2 separate regions of the Mus musculus genome follow, and region 1 is linked to region 2. A link is a contact called in public promoter capture Hi-C data. All regions are on one chromosome and are shown on one strand. The core of a region is the stretch at or near the end of the contact, and the rest is flanking DNA. Distances in the headings are between cores, read along the strand shown.

Region 1 (6,807 bases), core at 91-2,590, 270 kb after region 2:
AGTTCTCTACATTCCTTTGGGTAGACTTAGCCACAGGAACATTGGAATACAAATATTATTCCTTGATTTGATTCCAAGAGAAGCAATTGAATCACAAAATGGAAAGGACAAGAACCAAGAATTAACTGACCTTTTTTTTTCCCTCTGCTGGATATAGTCAACTTATTCAGATACTACATATCTACTTTTGTGAAACCTATTATACTTTTTATGAGGAGAGTGAGACTCCATGAATTTCTCTGTCACTCAATTTTAGAAAACCATTAGTGACTTTTTAGGTTTATTTCTTTTGTTTCCCAACAATTGAAAGTTAAAAATTGTGCAGGAGTTCTAGGAAGGAGGCTCAATAGGTAGTGCATTTACTTCTTAAATATGAAGATATGAGTTTGGACTTTACAGATGTATGTACATATGTAGAAGCCATACATACATACATGCCTCTTAATTTGGGAATTACAGGGCCAGCAATCCTGGACAAAATAGCAAAAGCCCAGTTCATATGTGATCCTCCCTCAAGCAAAAAGATGGACATCATCTGAATACTAATACCTGAAGTTGTCCTTTGTTTTCCACACTCACATGTGTGTGAGCGCACACACACACACACACACACACACACACACAGTTAAAGAGAGTATTATATTAAATGACTTTTATTGTTCTCCAAATGCTTTAAAGAAAGATATAGTACAAGCCTATGTCATGAGGCTTACTTTAAAGAAACAACAACACCCAGCAAGTCCCAAACAATTGCATAATACTGAGTCAGTTTTTATGTTAATATGATAAAAAATAAAGGATGTTTTAAAGGATAGAATGGGGAGGTAGAAGAGGCTATTTCGTCTCTAAGTGGGTCGTTATCTAGGAGAAATGCATCACAGACGAGAGTTGCTGTCAAGTTCACATAGTCTAATTTCAGCACTAATCCCTAAGTTGGTATTTTTTTAGATGGTTGATAAAATATGTAGATTTCAATGGTTTTACTATTTATGTATATTTGATGTGTTTGTTGGTGGTGTAAGATAATTAACAAATGTATGTGAATACATTTGAATATATGCACATACTCAATTTGAGCATATATTTGGCCTAAAATTCAGACTGACCAAAAACTGGAATTTGTAAATTCATAGAACTTCATGTTACTTTTCAAAATAATTTGTTGAATTGTAGATAGGTGTTGTATAAAATTTCAATACAGAGTATGTTTTGTGACATGATGATGCATATGTATGTTTCTATGTTTTTTTGATTTTTCTTTTTTAGTTGTGGGTTGTGTACAGGAAGTAGTGAGAACATTCAATGAAAATCTTAAGAGGAAATGACTTACATGCGTGGCTGGCTAAGACACCTGGAAACTTGAGAAAACTTGATGCTAATTTGGTATGCAGTAGGTATACTTGAAATATATCTTAAATCTGTCCTCCGGTTTTACAGTTTTCTGTACAGAGATAGTGGTAGATAACAGAACAAAAGCAAATGCAATGTGTAAAATCAAAAGAAAGCAAGTATCTAAGAAAGAGCTGTGAATGTGACTAACTTCAAAGTCAACCTGTCAAAGATTTTACTTTTAATTACAAAGAGTAGTGCTGTATTTGACTAATGCTCTGACAGGTATATTTCAAACAAATCCAATGTGACTTAACTTTATGTCTATTATATTTTATAGAACAAATTGGATCGTTGAGTAGATTAAATTCCACAAAGCAATGATAATTTCATATATATTATGATCAAGCTTTAAGTAAATGAATTGGAAGACCATTGAGAGGTCTTACCTTCATGTGTACCATACTGACGAATTGTCACACTTCTGGATCAGGGCACAATGGAGCAGGAAGTACAAAAGTAATATTTGCTCACTTATGCCTAATAATTACTCTAAATGGAAAATTTATATAAATTAACATTCCCATATCACATTGGATTTTACTTTACTTTTGCTTTACTTTCCTCCCTGCTGCGAAATAAAGTATATGCTAATGATCTTTAATAGAAATTGCATTCTTTCACTGTTTCAATTTTATGCTAAATTGACATTTATATATAAGATAATATACTCACAGTTCTCACTCATTGTTTAACAATACTGCCCAGATAAACCAATTATTTTTGTTTTGATTTGTTCCTCTTTACCCTTCCTATAGTTCAGGAAGCTAGAGTTTTCAACTTGTAGCCAATTTCATTTGTATTCATATCTGCATTTACCATTTGCCTTGGATAGAAATTATCTTTAAATAAAAATTTCTTTGAATATGAATTATAAAAAATGCCTATAAATTTTAAAATTATTGATAAACCTTGGTGGACATGTTTTTAAAAATAAGAATCATCCAGAGAAAAAGACAATTAACTGTTTGGAACCCATGAACACTATCAGATAGTTACTCAAAAGTTAAAATCTTTAGTTTTGGTAACAAATGGAATATATTTGCTCATCACTCTAATTATGGCTTACACTTACTTTGTCATCATAATCAAATTATTAGATGCCAAGTTTAATTGACGCTTGTGCAGGCAAATGGATGGAACTAGGAAATATCCTGACTGAGGTAACTCAGACCCAAAAGGACATACACTGTATCTACTCACTAATAAGTGGATATTAGCCGAAGAAGAAGAAGAAGAAGAAGAAGAAGAAGAAGAAGAAGAAGAAGAAGAAGAAGAAGAAGAAGAAGAAGAAGAAGACCTAAGATACAGTCCACAGAACTCAAAAGGGTCAACAAGCTGAAGGGCCCAAGTGAGGATGCCTCAGTCCCACTTGGGAGGGAGAAGAAAGCATTCACAAGTGGGGAGGGAGGGGGAGACCTGGGAGGGAAACTGGATGGGGGGAAGGGAGAGGTGAACCTGATCTAGTACTGGGTGAGGGAAAAGGACTGAAGTCCTGAGGGCCAGCGGAAAGAATGGAAACAGGCAACCTCAGGTAGGAGGTTTGGGGGACCCTCCAAAAATGTACAAGAGACCTGGGTGGTGAGAGACTCTTAGAATTCAAAGGGAGGGACCTTAGATGAAATGCTCAACAGTAGGTAGAGGGAACTTATAGAGTCCACCCCCGGCAGGAAGACAGGGCATTAAATGAGAGCGGGGGGGGGGGGGTTGCCATCCCACAGTCAAAACTCTGACCTATAATTAATTGTTCCTGTCTGAATGAGCTACAAGGATGGTAATGCAGAGGATCCTGAGGAAAAGAAGGTCTAACAACAGGCCCAAAGTCGGATCCTGCTTAGGGTGGAGGTTTCAAGGTGTGACACTATTACTGAGGCTATTGAGTGCTCACAAAAAGGGACCTAGCATGACCACATTCTGGAAGACCCAATAAGCAGCTGATGAGTCAGATGCAGATATTTGCACCCAACCAGTGGACAGAAGCAGCTGACTCCTGTGGTTGAATTAGGAAAATGCAGAAAGAAGCTGAGGAGGAGGGCGACCTCTAGGAGAAACAACAGTCTCAATTAACCTGAACCCCTGAGATCTCTCAAACACTGGCCTATCAACCAGGCAGCATAAACTAGCTGATATGAGGCCCCCCAACACATATAGAAGAGAGGGCATCCAGGTCTGTGTTCATTCAGAGATGAAGCACCTAACCCTCAAGAGACTGGAGGCCCCAGGGAGTTTAGAGGTTTGGTGGGGTGGAGGGTGGGGACATCCACATGGAGACAGGGGGTGGAGAGGAGGTATGGGATATGGAACAGTTTGAGCATGGACAGGAAGGGGCAATAAAATCTGGAGTGTAAAAAATTGATGCTTTTAATTTATTATGAATTATGGGCTGTGAATTCTCAAATCTTTCCAAATATGGGATCAATATTAACACAAAAAATGTTCAACTCCATCAGTTCTCTAGAATTCTCACTAAAATTAAAGGTGTATTACAAATTGAAATCTTGTCAAGTATATAGCTAAATAATAAGACTCTTGTAATGAAATCATGGAAAGAAATAAGGTGTGAAACAACTGATTTTGTGAGCCCTTTTTCTTTGTAAAACTTTAACACACATAAGGTCAATCAGACAAAGGCATATGGGAGATATCAGCATTGTAGATAGATAGATAGATAGATAGATAGATAGATAGATAGATAGATAGATAGATAGATAGATGATGTTGATAATGTCAGAGAACTAGAAACAATTTAGCTTATGTTTAGATGTTGTTATGGTTTGGTTATGACATGTTCCCTGCAGGCTCATGTATTGAAACCTTGTCCCTAGTTCATGGTGTTATTTTAGGAATTGGTGAAAACTTTAGGATGATCCTGGATAAAGGAAGTGGTCACGGGGGTATGTCTTGGGGGATTTTATTTTACCCTGGCCTTTTCTTATTGCTCTTCTTCCTAACCACCATGAAGTGAGCAGGCTGCACTGCCTCACTTCAGGTCCAGAAATACAGAGCCAAACACGAATGGCCTGAACCCTCTAAAACCACGTGTCAAAATAAATGTGCCCTCTCTTAAGTTGCTTTTCAGGTATTTTGGTACAATGATGTAATTACAACAGAGTACAAGGTTTTACAACAAATGCATTCTAGAAAATCTTTGAATTAATAGGCTTTGATGGGCCTTCATATACTTCATTCATGATAGATTTATAGAAACTATAAAAGAAAATAAATGCTAAAGTGTGATATATTTAGCACTTTGCTAAAATAAAATCACATATAACAATATGAATATCAGTAACAATCACTTACTAATTGTGCCTAAGGCCATTCATTTCTAAAGCACCAGATTTAACATTAATGTTAAGTTTAATTTGGTCCTAATTGTTTTTACTTGACTAATATTCAATTATGCCTCTATATATCTCTTTGCACAAAAGGAACAGTTTAAAGATAGATTAAATTGTCAAATATTAATTATAGCACAAGTTTTCTAATTATTGAAATAGTCTGTATATTATGCACCTTTTCATCTTATTGAGAATTTTATTTTGAGTGTTGTTTAGCACTTCCACAGCAAACTCTCATGCACTTCTTCACTTATGATTACAGATTCTAGCCATTTTTCTCTCAAACTGAATGTTTCACTTTCCTTCCTCCTTTAGTAGTGCAATAAAGACAAATGAGTTTAACTTGCTTAGACTAGCTATTGATTGAAGTTGAAAAATATTTTAAAACCTTTCAGTAGTTCGAGGGTGGAGAGACACATTGAGAATGCCAGCAATTACTGATCTCTGTAATTGGATTTAAAAGTCTGGGGGAAAGTTTCCAGCACATTATCAACCTATTGATAATGTAGCTCTCTCTTTTGTATGGAATGAGGTGACTAAATTGGCTAGAACCAACTTGGGGTTTTGTTTTTGTTGTTGCAGTTGGCTGCCCTTGAATGACACTTGGACTTCATAACTCATAACAGAATGGATCTGGCAGGGGCTAGAGTACATGATCCAAGAGAAAATTTAGGATGGATAGTTCACTAGAACTTGAAGATGACTGGCTGGCTGGCTGACAGAATGACTGAATCAATGAATGAATGATTAAAATTTAAATAGAAAATCATAGAAGATAGACTGAATAAGTAACAATCAACAGGCTGGAGACAGAGGCAAAGAGAAAGGATGTTAGTTCAAAATTGATTTTAAGATAGTATTTAAACATACAGTCTTTATGTTTTTATAATTTTTAATTCCTTCCTTATTTTCATATTATTTAATTTTTAGCATGATAGAAAATGAATTAATTCTAAAGATAGTTTCCAAAATACATGATGGGTGATTAAAAATTTAAAGTTTGGAGTCAACTTACTATAAGTTTAGAGCACCTGTTCAAAATCAGGGATTATTTAGGGGACATTTCATAGCACTTGGAGAAGTCAATGGCCATGAACCACTGGAAGGATGGGTGTTAACTAGCATCTAGTTGCTGGAGAGCCGAGATGATGCTCTCATTCTGCAATGCACAACACAGTCTCTAACAACTAAGAATGAGTCAAGCCTGAACATCCATATGCCAGAGTAGAAAACCGTGGCTCGATGGGAATTGACAAATGAATGTCTTTGACCTCTACATCCCCACACTATACCGGAGTATTTTCTGACTAGTGGAGTGATTGCTGAGATACCCAAGTACCTCCATAATAAACTCTTATCCCTGAGTTTTACTATCTTCCCACATCATTTAACTACTGTTCATCAAGTCAGAAGGTTTAGTTCCTTAATGTTTTGTTCTTAGTAAAGCTTGAGCTAAAATGCATGCTAATGGAGGCAATTACACATAGAATAGAACCCTAGAGATCCTTAATGCTTCATGATATGTAGGTCTTGTCAGTGAACACATTCAAGTTCTGCAAATATTGCATGAAGGGAGGCAGTTTTACATGTCATTTATTATTTTCTGCTTTCTTACTTGGGCCTCTCTGGATTTTTCTTATCACTGTACCAAGAGGAGACAGCCCTTTTTTTATGTGCATTTTGTCTAAAGCCCAGTAAAAGTAAAGTTGTAATTCTCAAAATTATTAAAAATTTAAATTAAAAAAAACAATTTAGAATGCCTTCTTAGCTCATTATGCCATATACTAACTTACTCAAACCCATTCAGTCTTTTTTTTGTATTCCAGAATATTTTATTGAATTATATATTGAAAATAATTTTCTTTTTTGTCTTTTATTTATTTACACTCCAGATTTTATTCCCCCAATCCTGGTCTACTCTCCGAATGTTCCACATCCCATACCTCCTCCCCACCTCTTGTCTCCACGAGGATGTACCCCCAACCCCACCCCCACCCCCACCCCCACCCCACCAGACGTCTAAACTCCCTGGGGCCTCCAGTCTCCTGAAGGTTAGGTGCATCTTCAATGACTGAAT
Region 2 (6,154 bases), core at 2,983-5,482:
CATTTATAGTCCTGGTAGGTGACATTCAGGCTACCAAAGGATGGACATAATCATCAATCATACCAGCTGTGAACTTGGAGAACTATAGTAGTGATTGGCCTGGAAAGACATTCCCACTAGTGCAATAGTGTTATGGATATCATGAAAGTACCCAAACACAGTCTGGCAAGTTTATTGTGGCCACAAAACTGTGGCTAGACAGAATATAGATGCTAGGAGAGAACCTCTTCTACTATTCCTACTATTGTACTAAATGAGCACAGTATAAAATGGACTATTAATTACTTATTTTATATTCATAAACTAGTGTATATGTCAATCTTCATTAGATAAACCTCTCCTTGCAATAAATGACAGTAAACCCAGAGACTCACAACTGGTCAAGGTTCACAGAATAAGAGAGTAAAATGCTCAGCCTTAAAGGAGATATCTCTATCACATTCTCTCCTCCCAGTGCTCAAGGATCATTGGGGAAGAAGAGATAAGAAAACAGTAACAGATGATAGATAACTGCAAGGAAACAGTGTTTTGCAGATAATCAGGGAAGGTGCATATATGAACTCACATTTGACTATAAGCTGTGGACACCATATTCAAGGCTTCCAGAGTTAAGCATACTCTGAGTTGATTTATTCATTTTAAAGATACTGTGAATAGAATTACTTTCCTATTTTCCTCCTTGGATCTCAGATTTTCTGTAGGCAGTGGTATGTATGCATAGATAGATAGATAGATAGATAGATAGATAGATAGATAGATAGATAGATTTGTGACACACAGCTGGAACAAAGATTGGGAGAAAAAACAAATTGTAGTTTGGGGGATAGGGTGGTGAGGATATGGTTAAAGCATGTGTTATACTTATATGACGATACATTTATAAAATTGTTCAGTATATGTAATTAGTATATTCCAATAAAATTTACATTAACTGTTTATCAGTTGAAGGACATTTAAGTAGTTCATATTTGCTAGGTGGCTGCACCAATTTGCAATCCTACCAATGAGTTTGCCCCTTTTCTTGCATCACAAAATTATCCTTAGCTATAAAGAAAAATGAAGACATGAAATTTATCAGTAAATGAATGAAAGAAGGAACAATTATACTGAAGGAGTTAACAAGACTCAAAAACGAAATAATACATGGTATCCCCTATTTATGCATCCTAGCGCCAACTTTTTGGGTTTCCTCAGAAACCAGGTAAGTAAAAAAGGACCATGGTGGAGTGGAGAGAGGATCTCTAGAAAGGATGATAGTAGGTGCTATGGAGAGAGAAATAGTCAAAAATGGAAGAAACCTTAATTGGGGAGAGGGGATGAGAGAGGGAAAAAGAAGGGATAAATAACACTAAGAATATTTGAAGAAGCCATAGTAATGCATTTTTCATGTTTACTTAAAATACATACACAGCCACACAGAAGCAAAACACACACACACACACACACACACACACACACACACACACAATTTAAATGAAGTTATATCACTTGGGGTGATAATTGTCACTCCATAGACTACCTAATAAAAACCTCAGTGCCAGGCATTGGAAAAACCTCCCTCAGATTGTTGGCCAATGAAGTCCAAGAGATAACCCCAAAACAACAGCTATTTCTATTGCTCTTGGTTGCTTCCTAGAACATAAAGGTAAAACCATGTTGCTCAAGACACCTCAAACTTTGGATACAAAGTTTAGAAATTCTTGTGTTAGAACTGACCTGGGAGCCTCTTCTTCACTTACCTTTTCACACAATATTGAAAGGTCCTACTCAAACTGCTTTAGGAGAAAAGCAATCAGTAGCCCTACTGAACAGTAAAGCTTGTGGACCACAAAAACGACCTTGTAATACTTCTTGGGTCTGTGGAATTTGTTTGTTGCTGGGACATGGAAGAATTTGTAATTTTTGACACTTGAATGTCTTAGATATAGTTTTTCCTTTTTAATTTTTTATTGGACATCTTCTTTATTTCCATTTCAAATGTTATCCCCTTTCATGGTCCCCCTCCAGAAAACCCTTAACCCTTTCCCTCCCCCTGCTTCTATCCAACCTCCATTGGTGATCTCTTGCTCCAATGGTTGCCTGAGAGCATCCACCTCTGTATTTGTCAGGCTCTTAGCCAACCATTGTATTTGGCAGAACCTCTCAGGAGACAGCTATATCAGGCTCCTGTCAGCAAGCACTTCTTGGCATCCACAATAATGTCTGGGTTTGGTGACTGTATATGGGATGGAATCCCAGATGGGACAGTCTCTGGATGGTCATTCCTTCAGTCTCTGCTCCACACTTTGTGTCTGTAACTCTTCCCATGGGCATTTTGTTCCCCTTTCTAAGGAGGACTGAAGCACCTAAACTTTGGTCTTCCTTCTTCTTGAGCTTCATGTGGTCTGTGAATTGTATCTTGGGTATTCTGAGCTTTGGGGCTAATATCAACTTATCAGTGAAACCATACCATGTGTGTTCTTTTGTGACTGGGTTACTTCCCTCAGGATGGCATTTTCAAGTTCCATCCATTTGCCTGAAAATTTCATGAACTCATTGTTTTTAATAGTTGAGTAGTACTCCATTGTGTAAATGTACCACATTTTTTTTGTATCCATTCCTCTGTTGAGGGACATGTTGGTCCTTTCTAGTTCTGGAAATTATAAATAAGGCTGCTATGAATGTAGTGGAGCACGTGTCCTTATTACATATTGGAGCATCTTCTGGGTATATGCCTAGGAGTGGTATAGCTGGGTCTTCAGGTAGTACTATGTCCAATTTTCTGAGGAACTGCCAGAGTGATTTCCAGAGTGGTTATACCAGCTTGCAATCCCACCAACAATGGAGGAGTGTTCCTCTTTCTCCACATCCTCGCCAGCATCTGCTGTCATCTGAGTTTTAATCTTAGCTATTCTAACTGGTATGAGGTAGAATCTCTAATGAGTCCCTCCAATTGGAGTTTGAAAGAAAAAAAAAAAAACCTGTTAAGAGATGTAGCCAGCAGTCGCCTGGTTCATCAGGTTTCAAGGGGGGCAGGGAACAAGGACTCTTATCTCTCAAGTACTGGTAATTTGAGTGGTAATTTGGTCAGAAATCTAGCCTCATGCTACCTATCTTCTGAGTCCCTGAGTGCATTTGAATGAAAGGATAATAGTCTAATTTGCTTATTACGGTGAAAAGGTGCAGAGGAAGGCACACATCCATTGCTGATTTTGGATATAATATAACCAGTCACTTCTAACTTATGCCCCTTTGGTTCCCTTGCCTTAGAGCATTGCACATTAAACTATGAGTGAGGACAAAACAAAACCGATCAAAAACTTTCTCCCATAAGTTGCTTTTGTGGGTATTTTATCACAGCAATAGGAAAGAATCTAAGATATCCAGGTACTAATTCTGGCTTTGCTTGCTTTACTTTTTAGGGTAATTACTTCTTTTTTCCTTTTGAGGCTTCATGCCTCATAGCAACATCATCCTCATTTGCTTTTCCTGATATAATATAAGAAAATAGAAACTGCTATATGAAAAGGGAAAGGTACAGAATAAAATACATTTCCAGGGATCCTCATAGTGTCTTAGTTACTGAAACTTTAAAAGAGTAAAACAAAGGTCACTAAGGAGGAACTTTCAGTTCCAAAGCTTTGCTTTTGTTTTACTTCATGTTTTTAAATGAAAGTCTGCAAGTGACTACTACCTAACCATTTTAGTGGGGCTATAAGATTACAAAATCCTAAAAGGTTGTATTTGAGATCCTTACCAATCCATTCTGAGAAACTGTAATGCTTTTCAGGCATTTCACTTCTTCTCCAGATATGCTTAAAGCTACCCTAATAATATCTTTACAATATAATTTTAAGAACTTAATGTGTTACTATTGTTTAAGTATATGAAGACACAATTCTTAACCTCAAAGAAGACCACAAATCACACATTAGGTCATCTCTTTTATGTGACCTTACTAATCACCACCTTTTTGGTGATTTCAAATTCTTCCATTTGGGTGACCAATAAGATTTGTCCTAACTCCCAAAGAAGTTTTTATTATTACCATTGCTTAATTCCTAAAACAGACAATATGGCAAAATGTAGCTAATTTGGAAATATTGACCTCATATAGCCAGCCTGAAAATCATATGTGACTCAGACATATGCCTGCATGCTCATAGAAAGGGGGGGAAAAAAGGAAGAAGAAAGATGATGATAGAATAAGTTGGGCGTGTGCATAGCAGGAAGCTCAGTGCATTCTTGACACATTCTCTTTCGAAGTACCATAGCAAAGGCACATGACCGTTTATGTCTTTAGATGGAAACATTAGCCATTGTAGTCATGGGATGTAATGATATCTAGAAGCACAGTATCTTTTATAAGTTTAGGAAACTGTGGTGTAGTTAGCTAGATAGTAGCCTTCTGAGTCCTGGGAATGGATTTCTCTAAGAAGTAGATGCCGGAAGATTGCAGCAGAAAGAAGCCATGGTAAGGAATTAAATATGATGGGAAAAAATGGGGAATCAATATAAAATTGATACTTACTGCTTTCTGTAAAAACGCAATTAGGATTTTATAAACATAAGAATTGATTTTTCAATGGTAAATAAAATTCTAACAGTTAAACTGGCTTTTTGCATAGCCCACAATTTAAATGTTCAGAATAGACTGAGACAACGACTGTAATACGTGGCAAATTAAAGTCAGATACTCTGTTCCTGATTGAAGAAGTGTACAAATCATGGAAACTCTGAATTTATCAAAGCCAAAATTTGAATTTACTTTGCCCACAATATCCTCTGAGGCAAAGGCTTTCCCAAACAACTGAGTGATGCTGACAGACAGTTCTACCTCCCATTAGAGGTAAACGATTTTGTTTTTTTTTCCTGTTTTGCTGAATAAACTACGTTACTTCCTCTTCTAGCTGTAAAAGCCTGCAGTTCACTACAGGATATCTGGGTAGAAAGGGTAAGGTTCTTGGCTTTCTCTTCATACATTCAAAAATAGAACTAAAAAGCCTCTGTGAATTGAAAACGACAGTGTGATTTTCTGCTGCTTCCACTGAAAACTTAATTCTGAGTCTGCTAATATCTTACCTTTGGGGGGATATATTGTTATGAAGAATGGAGACTTCAGTGAGGTAATATCTATTTATAAGTTTAAGTGGTTAAAATGTTCGCTGAAACTGCTGCATGCTTTCTGAGAGGAAATGTGGCTGTCTAGATAGAAAGCTCCTTTCTCTACAATTTAGCATGCCACTGACAAAAACCAGGGGTTCAGACTTGTAGTAAACATTGCTTCTAACAATTCTGTGTTAAAATTGAGATTGTGGTTCATTAAATGCATTTTTGTTAGTGTGAGCCAACGGGAGAAAATAAACTTACAATTTTAAACCCATGGTTTGTGTCAACCAAATTAAAGCAGCATTCAAGTAGTAAATGCATCTAAGTGCCTTAATCTTTTCATAAGATGAGACTTGACATGTTTTCTCAGATTGGGACATTTTCCATGCATGCATTTTCCGGTGGGATGTGATGGCTTCAAATAGCACAAAAGGATTTTCATCAAGCCCTAGAACTTAGCACAGCTGTCGAGTCTCAATGGGGCTGATTCTCAGCTTACGATGAACATTTCTTTGGATGTATTTTTAATTTGAGAACATGGGAAGCATTTTCAGAAGGCGTTCCAAACATTTTGCTGTCTTTTTTAGAAGGAATTCCTTCTGTGGTTTTAAAAAAACGTGTTCTTTTTAAAGTCTGCTAATTTCACATGTGGAATTTGATCCTTCTATATGTAAAATTATCCACGTGTGTAAAATTACATGATTTTATGTGAGATTGTAAGCCTTAGTAAAATATGTTTAATGTATTTATTAGGAAAATATAAATAAAACCTATTTACATCAACATTTTCCTTCTCCTGAGATGAGGAAATCAGTGTATTTTGTACATATTTAATTTTCCCCAGAGTGAAGTGTTGAAGATAGTAAATAGCACCTTTAAAAAATTGTCCAAATGGAGTTTTTTTCTGTAAAAATTTAGGATAAATGCTTTATTGTACTACTGTTTTTTTCCAGTAACAAAATGAAACTAACAGCTGTAGACTACATGAGCGTGACTCACAGAATGGCACTATGTGTATATTATGGTTGCCAAGCGGCACCATACTGTCTGCTATTGAGAAAGCTTT

The links. Promoter capture Hi-C pulls out the DNA fragments that hold promoters and counts their contacts.
Region 1: a contact with region 2 is called in a promoter capture Hi-C map of pre-B cells. The contact joins the enhancer-like site here to the promoter of P2ry10b in region 2. A contact is called at or near these places in 10 of 39 promoter capture datasets (the C10 cell line, the HPC-7 cell line, cranial neural crest and 5 more), 2 of 15 datasets of contacts at CTCF or cohesin (large pre-B cells and pro-B cells), 19 of 484 Hi-C or Micro-C datasets (the BV-2 cell line, the Ba/F3 cell line, the C10 cell line and 14 more), 6 of 115 datasets of contacts at active chromatin or transcription factors (acute myeloid leukemia, bone marrow-derived dendritic cells, embryonic limb bud and 3 more) and 1 of 9 other capture datasets (adipose tissue).

Annotation. Positions count from the first base shown.
Region 1 is chrX:107,420,136-107,426,942 of GRCm38.p6, forward strand. No RefSeq gene overlaps it. Among named protein-coding and RNA genes, the nearest start is that of Itm2a, 20 kb to the left of the region's middle. Within about 2 kb of position 1,341, at least 11 of the 459 cell types and tissues checked have an H3K27ac peak or open chromatin away from gene starts, as enhancers often do. A contact at or near this core is called in thymic regulatory T cells, where this site is marked.
Region 2 is chrX:107,144,695-107,150,848 of GRCm38.p6, forward strand. It overlaps P2ry10b (purinergic receptor P2Y, G-protein coupled 10B), which reads left to right and starts at 4,233. Exons shown (of 2, transcript NM_001122596.1): 1 at 4,233-4,453.